2 separate regions of the Mus musculus genome follow, and region 2 is linked to region 1. Evidence: chromatin contacts called from public HiChIP or PLAC-seq data. All regions are on one chromosome and are shown on one strand. Each heading gives the region's core, a stretch centred on a gene start, on an enhancer-like site or on the middle of the called end of the contact. The rest is flanking DNA. Distances are from core to core; before and after follow the strand shown. Region 1 has its middle 54 kb from the start of H2al2a. Region 2 holds the start of A930004D18Rik (RIKEN cDNA A930004D18 gene).

Region 1 (5,063 bases), core at 1,442-3,941:
TACTGGAGGTGGTGCTGCAGGGGAGTGGCAAGCGGTAGCATTAGCCATCTGGGCTCCGCCCCTGAGAGGGCTGCTCCCTGGCCCTTTCATAAACTGCCCACCACTTCTGTCCTCATCTCTGTCTCTGAACTGGGAATAGAGGCCCACAATGCCTGTGTAAAGCCTTCCCAGTCCCTTAGCTTTGCTGTAGACTCCAACGAGGTTCACCCCCAGCCCCCTTGTCCAGGTGCACACCTGCCCTGGCCCATGTTGCCCGTGCCTTTAACCTGCAGGCAACCTACACCTATTGCGGCCCAAGAGCTGGGGCAGGTGGGGCAAGGACTGGCTAGTGGGGGGTAAGAGGCCCCCATCCCAGGATCCATAGCACAAAGCCACCGGCTCCATAATACTCCTCCGGTTTCATCGCTTCTCAGCCTTGCTTCTCCCTGGGCACCATGAGGAACAGGAAGTGCTGGGGTCCTGATGGGACGCACACCCGCAGGGGGCAGTGACTGAGGCCGCGTCTTACCTCACAGGGCTGGTTTTCAGGGATTCTTTAGGGAAGCAGTTTAAAATCTTGCCACAGTTGAGAAATTGGCAAAAAAAAAAACCCCAAAAAACAAAAAACAAAACTTCCATTCTGTACATGGTATGTTTCTCTCTCTCTCCCTCCCTCCCTCCCTCCTCCCCCCCTCTTCTCATTTTTAAAAAGAAAACCCAGAAACATGGATCAGAGTGTAAATGAGGGTATACCAGAGGGTGGCCAGTTTTGCTTTAAGATCTTATGAAGGAAAGTTTGTGACCCTACATATATATATATATGCACACACACACACACACACACACACACACACACACACACACATATATATCCCGAGCCAGCAACGGGACTTTGTTTATATTGCAAATAAATATTATTTTTTCTTTAAAAAGAAACATGTCTTAAAGTCACAGAGTGACCCGTGCTTTGGAGGGTTGTGGGGTGGCAACTCCAGAAGTGAAGGAGGCCTTTGGGTGGCAGATAAAAAGATGTAACAGCACAGAACTTTAATCTATTTGATTTCTTAGTCTCTAAAAGCAATGAACATTGGGCTAGGGGATATTGACTATAGTTTGAAATCTTTTCTTATTTTTTGTAAGAAAAAAAAAAGCAAGTCTTGGACTGGAGAGTTAATGGCTCAGTAGTTAAAGGCTAGGTTCACAACCAAAAATATAAGAAAAACGGGTGTTCTGAAGTGTTAAATCTCCAACCCTTCTAAAACAGCAATGTTTTGATACGCTACCCTTAAAATGACTGTGCCTCTCAAATAAGGACAATATCAATGAAGACATCATTCTGAAAGGTATGTACCTGACTCCTACTACAGCTGGGGTGGGGGTCACCAGAGCTTCTAGGCACAGAAGGTGTGTCAGTCTAGTCAGGCTTCCATAATATCATAGGCAGGGCATCCTACATCCTGTTAGCATTTTGTCTAAGCTCTGCCCCACAGTTATCTGGCAACAGCCTGACCCACTATAAAAGGGGCTGCTTGCCCCCTCTGCTCTCTTGCTCTTGCCTTCTTGCTCCTGCTCTGTCCTCTCGTCCCTTCCCCCCTCTCCTCATTCCTCTCCCCCTCTCTCCTCATTCCCCTCCCACTCTCTCCTCATCCCTCTCCCCCTCTCTCCTCATTCCCCTCCCCCTCTCTCCTCATCCCCCTCCCCCTCTCTCCTCATTCCCCTCCCCCTCTCTCCTCATTTCCCCTCCCCCGGCCTGCAGAGATACTCCCCTTCCCCCACACCTGACTCCACCTCCACCAAAACATACTCTCTCTCTTTATCCTTTTATAAACACAGCACATCCAATAGAAACTAATTACGCTGGAGACCGGGAATTCTGAGATCCGGCATTAGGTGAGAGCACACTTCCTGGTCGGTCCCTGGGATGTGTCTCTTTGCCGTGTCCTTATGTAATGGTAAAGAATGATGCTGCTCTCTGGGGCATAACTTATAAGGCACAACACCATTTGTGAGGGTTCCACCCAATGATGTAACCACCTCCTGAAGGCCTACCCTCTAACGCTATCACCTTGGGGGTTAAGATTTCAACTTGGGAGTTTGAGCGGAGCATACACTGCACTAGAAAAAAAGTATAAAGAGTGTGCAGGATGCCGGGCAGTGGTGGCACACACCTTTAATCCCAGCACTTGGGAGGCAGAGGCAGGCGAATTTCTGAATTCGAGGCCAGCCTGGTCTACAGAGTGAGTTCCAGGACAGCCAGGGCTACACAGTGAAACTCTGTCTCGAAAAACAAAAACCAAAAACAAACAAACAATGAAAGATTTGCTTATTTATTATGTACAGTGTTCTGTCTGCATATGTGCCTACATGCCAGAAGAGGGCGCCAGACCTCATTATAAATGGTCATAAGCTATCATGTAATTGCTGGGAATTGAACTTAGGACCTAGAGAAGAACAGTCAGTGTTCTCAACCTCTGAGCCATCTTTCCAGCCCACGTTTTGCTTTTTGTGTTTGTCAGTCTTCAAACAATGACAAAAATCTTTAGGAAATAAAATGCATACTGAGAGATTTCAGTCCATGTTCTCTTGGGCCCATTATTTCTAATCCTGTGTCTAGGCAAAAGTCAGGACAACCAGTGTAAAGATGCTCACCTTGTGGAAGCAAAGAGGGAGAGATTGATCCCTTGACGTCAACTTTCAGTACCAGGCCCCGCCCCCATGGCGTAGTTCCTTCTACTGGGCCCCACTTCCTAAAGGTTCCACACCCCAGTGGTAGCACAGGCCCTTGAGCTAGCTTCTAGGATATGAGGCTTTAAAAAAACATTTAAGATCCAAACCATGAGTGCCTGTCACATACCCTAAAAGGAACAATTGCACAGTTTCATTCTATTTTACATATGACCAGGATTTGACCTTAATGCTACCTACCCTTTATGAGTTCTGCTGTGGCCTGAATATTCATGTTCCTCTCAAATTCTTATGTTAAAATCTTAAACCCCAAAGCAACAGTATTAGAATCTTAGGGCTTTGGGAAATGATGTCAAAAGAATCTAGGAAGAAACTTTTTTGGGGGTGGGGTGGTGTTCGAGACAGGGTTTCTCTGTATAGCCCTGGCTGTCCTGGAACTCACTCTGTAGACCAGGCTGGCCTCGAACTCAGAAATCTGCCTGCCTCTGCCTCCCGAGTGCTGGGATTAAAGGCATGCGCCACCCTTTTTTAAATGAAGAGGAGATAACGATTATACTCTCTAGAAAGTAAAGATCGGTGGTTTGAAGTGTGTGCTGCTCCTGCAGAGGACTCGGGTTCACCTTGGACCATGCATGTCAGCTCCAGCGGACCACACGCCTCTGTTCTCCACAGACATCCATAATCACGTGTAGACTGTCCCACGCCACACACGAAAGCATAGATAAGGCCTTAGGCTCAATCCCAGTACAAAGACCATAAAATGAGGCCGGGAGTGTCTTACACACCTTTGATCACAGTACTCAGCAGAAAGGCAGGAGGATCTCTGTGAGTTTGAGGCCAGGCTGGTCTGCAGAGCTGGTTCCAGGACAGCCAGGGCTACACAAACAAGCTATGTCTCAAAACCAAAAGAGAAAAAAAATTTGAAGAATACTAAACCATCCTGATTTCTTGATTTTGACTTTTATTCCTCCCTGCCCCCCCCTCCCTGCCACTCCCCCCCTCCCCCCCAACACCCTCCCGGGTCTTTGAGCTGTAGTCTAAATCTGACATTTTACCTCTCTGGTCTCCTCCTGCTTTCCCCATTCTAGTATTGCATTCTACCACTGAGCTAGATCCATCAGCTCTTGTTAATGCCTTTATGATTAAATCATTTTCTTGTATTAAAATCAGATAAAGATATAAAACAAGTTCACTTTGTTCTACTTTTACATTAATTTTTTTATTATACTGTTACATCTGGATTTTGTTTTATATTGTCTAGAATTTTTCTGAAATTATTAACTGGTTTTAATAGCAGTATTAAATAAGTTTAGACTTAAATCATTTAGATGTCTTTCATCATCACTTATTAAATATTGTTATATAATTGGGTCTATCCTTCTTGTTCTATTAACCCATTAAAGTCAGTTTGTCTTTTTAATGACTGTTTTGATTAACATTATATAAGTTGTTGATGCTAGTGTAATACAAACACACTGAGTTTTAGGACACCCAGGGCTTCCCAGAGAACCTTAAAGCAGAAAAAATAAACAGGTAGGTAAATAGATAGATAGATAGATAGATAGATAGATAGATAGATAGATAGATAGACTATTCAAACAAACAACCAATTCTCTGGCTTCTTTTAACTGTCAAAGCTGGATGTGGTGACTCATATCTAATCCTAACACTCAGGAAAGTGAGATAGGGAGATGGATGAGTGTTCCAAGATAGCCTGGGCTACAGTGTGAGTGAGATAGGGAGATGGATGAGTGTTCCAAGATAGCCTGGGCTACAGTGTGAGACAATGAGACCCCGTTTGGAAGAAAGAGATGTTTGAAGGGAGGGAAGAAAGAAGGGATGAAGAGAGAATTGAATGGATATTATTACACCAAAATCTCCAAGATGCTCAGTCCAGTGAGCACAGGGATACACCTGCCTTATTTACTGTGGGCATTTCTGTTGGCCAGTCCATTAGAGTTTGTAGAGCTCCCAGTTTGATTAAACTGGGACAATTCCCAAACTATGGATAGCTTGGTTCTCAGAACTGCAGTAACTTCCCTTCTAGATCCTTGCCCTCCTCACCCTAGAAGGGAAGTATTTCAGTGTTCACTGAAGTCATGAAAAGGCTTCTTGAAGCCACACATGAGGATGTGTGCCTCTAACCTCAGCACTCAGAGGGAGACTGGGGCACTACCACAAGTTCAAAGCCAGCCTGTGCTACACAGCAAAATTGTGTTGCAAAACAAAACAAAACAAAAACCAGTTTCATGAAGGAGAGAGTATGGCATAGAAGACTCTAACTGAGCAGAAAGCCTACTAGGAAGAAAAGTGGCTTGAGTAACCCAGGCAACAAAGCCAGCCAACTGAAAGGAGAAAATGTGGATTATAGCTTAGTCCAGATGCATCCACTACGCACA
Region 2 (5,063 bases), core at 899-3,398, 95 kb after region 1:
AAATTTAAGTAAAGCCCATGTCTATGGGCTGTAAGTTGCTCTTCTAATGTTTTATTGGGCAGTGTATTCTATATTGGCATTTTATATGCATAATCTCATTTCAGTGCAGAGCTGCATACTAAATCCTGGAGCAAGCAGATGAGAATGCTGTATGGATATTACACTCAATTTCATTGGCTTCAATGAGACTTTGCACATTGCGATTTCCATTGTAATGGCTTATCTTTGGCTAGAATTTTACACATTGACATGCTATTCCTTTGGCCAGGATCCTGAATGAAGAAACCATGTCAACGGCTCAGTCAGCTATAATGATTCCTTCCATTCACATTATAGAAGGTAACTGGACTCAATGGTCCTAACAGTATTTATTAAAAGGTTCCTCATTTTCTTTTCCTTAACAAAAAAATTTTTGCACTTTTCTTCCCATTGAAGACCACATTTAAGACCAGTCTTGAAGTATACACTAAAGTTCAGCTCAGAGAGTTGTGGGAAGTTCACAATCAGGGTGCTTCCAACTCATCTGGAAATCCTTCTGTTGTGTCAGATCTCAACCAGGTCAGACCAACAAGAGATTAATGCAAGTGACAAGATTTTAGAATCCCGGTTACCCACCTGCAAAATAAGTAATATTTTCTCCCCATGTAAGTTTCACAAAATGAGTTATGCTTCCGTTGTATTTTACTATAATCTCATATTACAACTACAAACACAGGTTGAAATGTTTAAGATAATATGAAATGCTGATAGTTTAGGTAAAGTGGACATTTCATAGATAATTTTTATCAAGAAGATGGTAAGAGTATATGACTAATTTCCTAGCTTACTTTTTAAAATTCACAATCCATTAAAAATGTAAAAGGATTTTTAAAGGATTTAAATGTTCTTATTATTTTCTTAAACGCATGTGAACAGCAGAACCACTGGACAGTTCTAACGTTAACCAAACTCTTCCATTAAAAAAAACAAAAAACAAAAAAACCTTCCTTATTTAAAAAAAAGTGTATTAGTCTTCTTTTTAAAATCAGATAAGAAACACTTGAGCCATAAAGATGTACACTCTTAATTCTCAATCACATACTTTAAGCTTGTTTAAGAAGTCTTTTATTATTAACAGAAAAAAATAAAATTGGCTTTCTGAAGGCCAATTTGCCACATGATGTGTAACACTTGGAACAAAATTAAAAGCACCTCTGTACATTTGCATCTGGCAATGCACTCTGTGTCGGACCCATAGCCGTGTGCATGGGTGTGTATGGAATGGAGCTCTTTGGGTGTGGTGTACATGCTATTTGCCACACTCAAAGCAGAGCATCTCAGCATTTGAGGGCCAAGAGGTTGGGATGCTCTGACCCTTCATCCCAGCAAGAAAGTGCAGTAGTGACCACAGCTTCCATACTGCCTCTCTCAACTCTGCTGTAAGTCTAGCTCTTCCTTTCTTTCCACTCCAGGAGAAAGGCTTCCACCTGAGTGTGAGGGTTAGGTAGGGGGAAGAATGGGGGGAGCTAAGAGGGTGGAAAAAGAAAAAAGGGAAGACAGACAGGAAAAGGGTGAATAAGCCTGTCTATGGCAATTTCTACTATAACATACAGTTTTTAATTCAAATAGGTGTAGTGATGAAAAAATCTGAAAGCTTAGCCTTCCTTGGGACTGCATCTTTGGACCCAACGCAGAGGAAGCAAACTACCCTTTGACATTTTCCCTGCTGATGATCAGGGGATCAGGGTATTCATCTGCAAGGAGGGAAAACAGGGAACTTGAGGAGGATGAGTGTGAGTCATGCTTTTCTTCCTGGCAGATCCAGGAGTCCAGGCCCTTCCAGGGTGTTTCAGAGATTGAGGAGTTTGCCCTTTCAGCCCCTGAGCAAGCTGTAGCCTATGCATTTGTGTGACATCCAACTTTCACAGGAGAGGGGCAAGGTGGCTGCTAAGTTTGGCACAGTCCCTCTGTGCCTCACCACAGACCATCACTTACCACAGCATTGTGTTTTTTCCTGGAGCTAACCCAAAGGAGGCAAGCACTAAGGATGGAAATTCTCTTCCAGCCTTCCAGTGTCTCTGAATGCTTCTTCAGTAACTTTCCAAGAGAGTTCTGTTGAAATGGTTGGTTTGTCATCTTAGTCAAGAGGATGGTAGCCACACAAATGGCGTTTCCCTCTCTCTTCCTCCCCAGCTTCCGGCCTGGGAAGGCTTTGACAGATCTGTGAGCTCCTTGCTAAGCTGCTACTATTTTAGGGTCTAAGTCTACTGACTAAGTCTTTATCCAATAGGGTTAAACACAGACATATTGATAGCCCTGATTAGAAGAGTGGCTCCTTCTGGAGAACCTCAAAGCTTTTCTTGACTCCCAGTTCCTCCCGGGACAGAACAAGAGTCTTTTGTCTTCTTCCAGACACCTAACCTGAAGGAAGACTCAGACATGAGCTTCAAAACTGGGATATTCTAATGCACTATAAACCTAGTTTCTTTGGTGGTTTTTCTTAGGGACTTCTTTCAGACTACCTGTTTGTACACACACACACACACACACAGAGAGAGAGAGAGAGAGAGAGAGAGAGAGTCTTAATGGGCTGCAAGCTCTTCTAATTCTTGTTCAGAAGCCAATCATGTCTCTGGTCAAACTCACTGTCCTTTGCAACAGAGGACAACTGCTGTCCATCTCCCCTAGTTAGACACCAGTCTATGTGGCTAAGATCCAGGCCATAAAAACCAACCAACCATCATCCAACAAAGTATTGCTTGGCATGTATTGTAACTCTAATATCACACAGATCTAGAAATCCTGGGAGCCAAGTGTTGGCTGCTCCCTCACGAGTGAAATATTAAGTTGGGCAAAGGTTTGTGGAGCATCCACTAGCCCACTTCTAAGTGCTACTGTTAGGTCTTAGAAAAATAAGGTGAGGAGATCAGCATGAAGGGTGGTGACAGGGTTTGGCTCCACTAATTTGGGGGTCGTGTTTTTCAAAGCAACCAAGTGATCTTTAGGTAAAGCCAAATACACAGGAGGAAAGCATCCTGTTTTGAGAGAGGCAGGAAGTGTAGATGCACAGCTATAACCTGTGAGTGTGTTAATTACTCAGGAAAAGGGCTTGGGAGCCCAAGGCTTGAATTTGGTGAATTCATGCAATTTGGAGCATTCCGACTTAGTATTGATCCCTAAACTCAATTTTGAAAGCAGCCTCCACCGCAGATGTGTGGGTTGTGTTATCCCAGTATTTGTGCGCATCGATTGACTAAAATAAAATGCATCATACTCTCCGCAAAGAAGGAAGAATCAGGGACAGTCACAAGAGGAATAGCAGAAAGTGCATAGTTAATATGGGTTGTACGCCAATCCGCGAAACAAGTGCTCTAAACCCAGGGGGATTTCATGGACTAGCTAATTTGGTGAGAGCGAGAGTGCGGAAGGAAGCAGGGCCATCTAAGAAGGGAAAGGAAGATAGCTAAACACAGGGTTTCTCCCTCACTGGAATTAACATTTCCCTGTGATTTGCATCAGCTAATGTCCAAACCCTCACAGTCCACCCAAGCCAGGTTTTCTGACACCAGTGGAGGCTCAAGAAGAAATCTGCTTTTTTCTAGCTGCAGTGTCAGAGGGAAAGGTTGCAAGGCAGGCGTCAGGCTGCTTTTCCCTTGGACCCACCAGGTCCTAAGACCCTGGAAAGGCCGCGGGACCCAGCCCTGGAGGAGGCACTGTCTGCCTGCCCCTCAGCCCTCTCAGGGCCAGGAGGACCCGTGGAATTCTGTCCTCAAAAGTTCTAGAAATGAATCCAGCGCCTGCCTGGTTTTGGCCATTCAGGTCCTTGGTCCTAACTGGCTGGACGGGGACTGGGAGGTGACCGAAAAATGAGATAGGAACATTTCATCTTAGATTAAAGAAATTATTTTTCCATGTTAAACAAATAGAACCAAACTTCTCCCTCATTTCTCTCATTTTCTGAATCCCTTGCAGGTTTCTAATGAAGAGACTGTGTGTGTCACCGCTCATAAGAGAGAAAAAGAGGGAGGGAAGGAGAGAGCTCTTTAAACAAAAGACAAGGAGGCCCAAGTAGGGGCCTGGAGCCGTCCCCGGAGCCTGCTCAGCCTGAAGACCCTCCAGTTCCCCGGCTGGGCAGGCATTTCGGAGAGGGTCTGCCACCGAGGCGGAACGGGCCGGCGCTCGCGCTTCCCGCGGCTGGAGAAGAACTAGAGACAAAGCCGGGATCCAAGGCCTTCCAGCGAGGCTCCAATCAGCGCCCGCCCGGAGCTCGCTCGCCGCCGGGCGAGGCGCGACCCCCTGCGGGCTGTGACTAGGGAGGGGAGCCCAGGCCCGGACTCGGCCTTCCAGCCGCCCTGGCTAGCCCTGGCTAGCCACGTTCCCCCGGTCGCACTCAGCCAGCTGCTCTCGGGTGCTCGCGAGTTCAAAACACACTCTCTCATTAATTAAAAGCTGGGTAGTCTTGTCACTTTCTTTCCTAGCCAAGGAAGCGCCTCGAGAAGTCCCCGCAGTCCTCTTGGCCCTCGCGTGAGGCTTTGGAGGTCGAGCGGCCATTTACTGCCCTCTGATTGCGCCGAGGCCCAGGTTAGCTCATAAAGGCTTTCACACTCAACAATGGGGCTTTTCTCAACAATTAACAAGAAACAACATAATAAAGCCATTTACAAAGACCTTGCTATTTACTATAAATTAGGCACTCTTTAAGAGACCAGTGCGTAATTTCACACACTTTACAACTGGGGCTGCATTTTAAACACCAGGGAAAACAAGCTTGTTGCACTTTCCTGTGACCTATGCGCGGAGCACCTCTGTTTCCCTCTTCCCCAGGAGCAGCTTTGTTTGCATTGCTGCACTCCAACCTCCCAGCCCAGGGTGGTTTTCCAGGTCACTGTCTCACGTTTCCCGTTTCCAGGTCATCATTCCACTTGCAGATGCACTGAGAGAAGTTCCAAGGGATGGGAACCACGGAGCCAAAGCGGGCAGGCTTGGCCCCAGGTTACTCCCACGTTAGGAGCTGCCCCAGGCCTGGCTAGCGTGCTCCCTCCCCACACGCTGGGCCTTTGCTCCTGAGCCTCTTCCCAAGAGGA

What was found. HiChIP or PLAC-seq counts read pairs in DNA pulled down with a chosen protein or histone mark.
Region 2: an H3K27ac HiChIP or PLAC-seq map of embryonic stem cells shows a contact between it and region 1, with 10 read pairs. The contact joins the promoter of A930004D18Rik here to the enhancer-like site in region 1. A contact is called at or near these places in 3 of 39 promoter capture datasets (all in embryonic stem cells), 3 of 15 datasets of contacts at CTCF or cohesin (the G1E-ER4 cell line, the NIH/3T3 cell line and embryonic stem cells), 66 of 484 Hi-C or Micro-C datasets (B cells, the C10 cell line, the C2C12 cell line and 21 more), 21 of 115 datasets of contacts at active chromatin or transcription factors (CD8 T cells, bone marrow-derived dendritic cells, bone marrow-derived macrophages and 5 more) and 2 of 9 other capture datasets (adipose tissue and embryonic stem cells).

What each region holds. Positions count from the first base shown.
Region 1 is chr2:17,940,355-17,945,417 of GRCm38.p6, forward strand. No RefSeq gene overlaps it. Among named protein-coding and RNA genes, the nearest start is that of H2al2a, 54 kb to the right of the region's middle. Within about 2 kb of position 2,692, at least 12 of the 459 cell types and tissues checked have an H3K27ac peak or open chromatin away from gene starts, as enhancers often do. A contact at or near this core is called in differentiating embryonic stem cells, embryonic stem cells and trophoblast stem cells, where this site is marked.
Region 2 is chr2:18,035,593-18,040,655 of GRCm38.p6, forward strand. It overlaps A930004D18Rik (RIKEN cDNA A930004D18 gene), which reads right to left and starts at 2,149. Exons shown (of 2, transcript NR_028376.1): 1 at 1,975-2,149.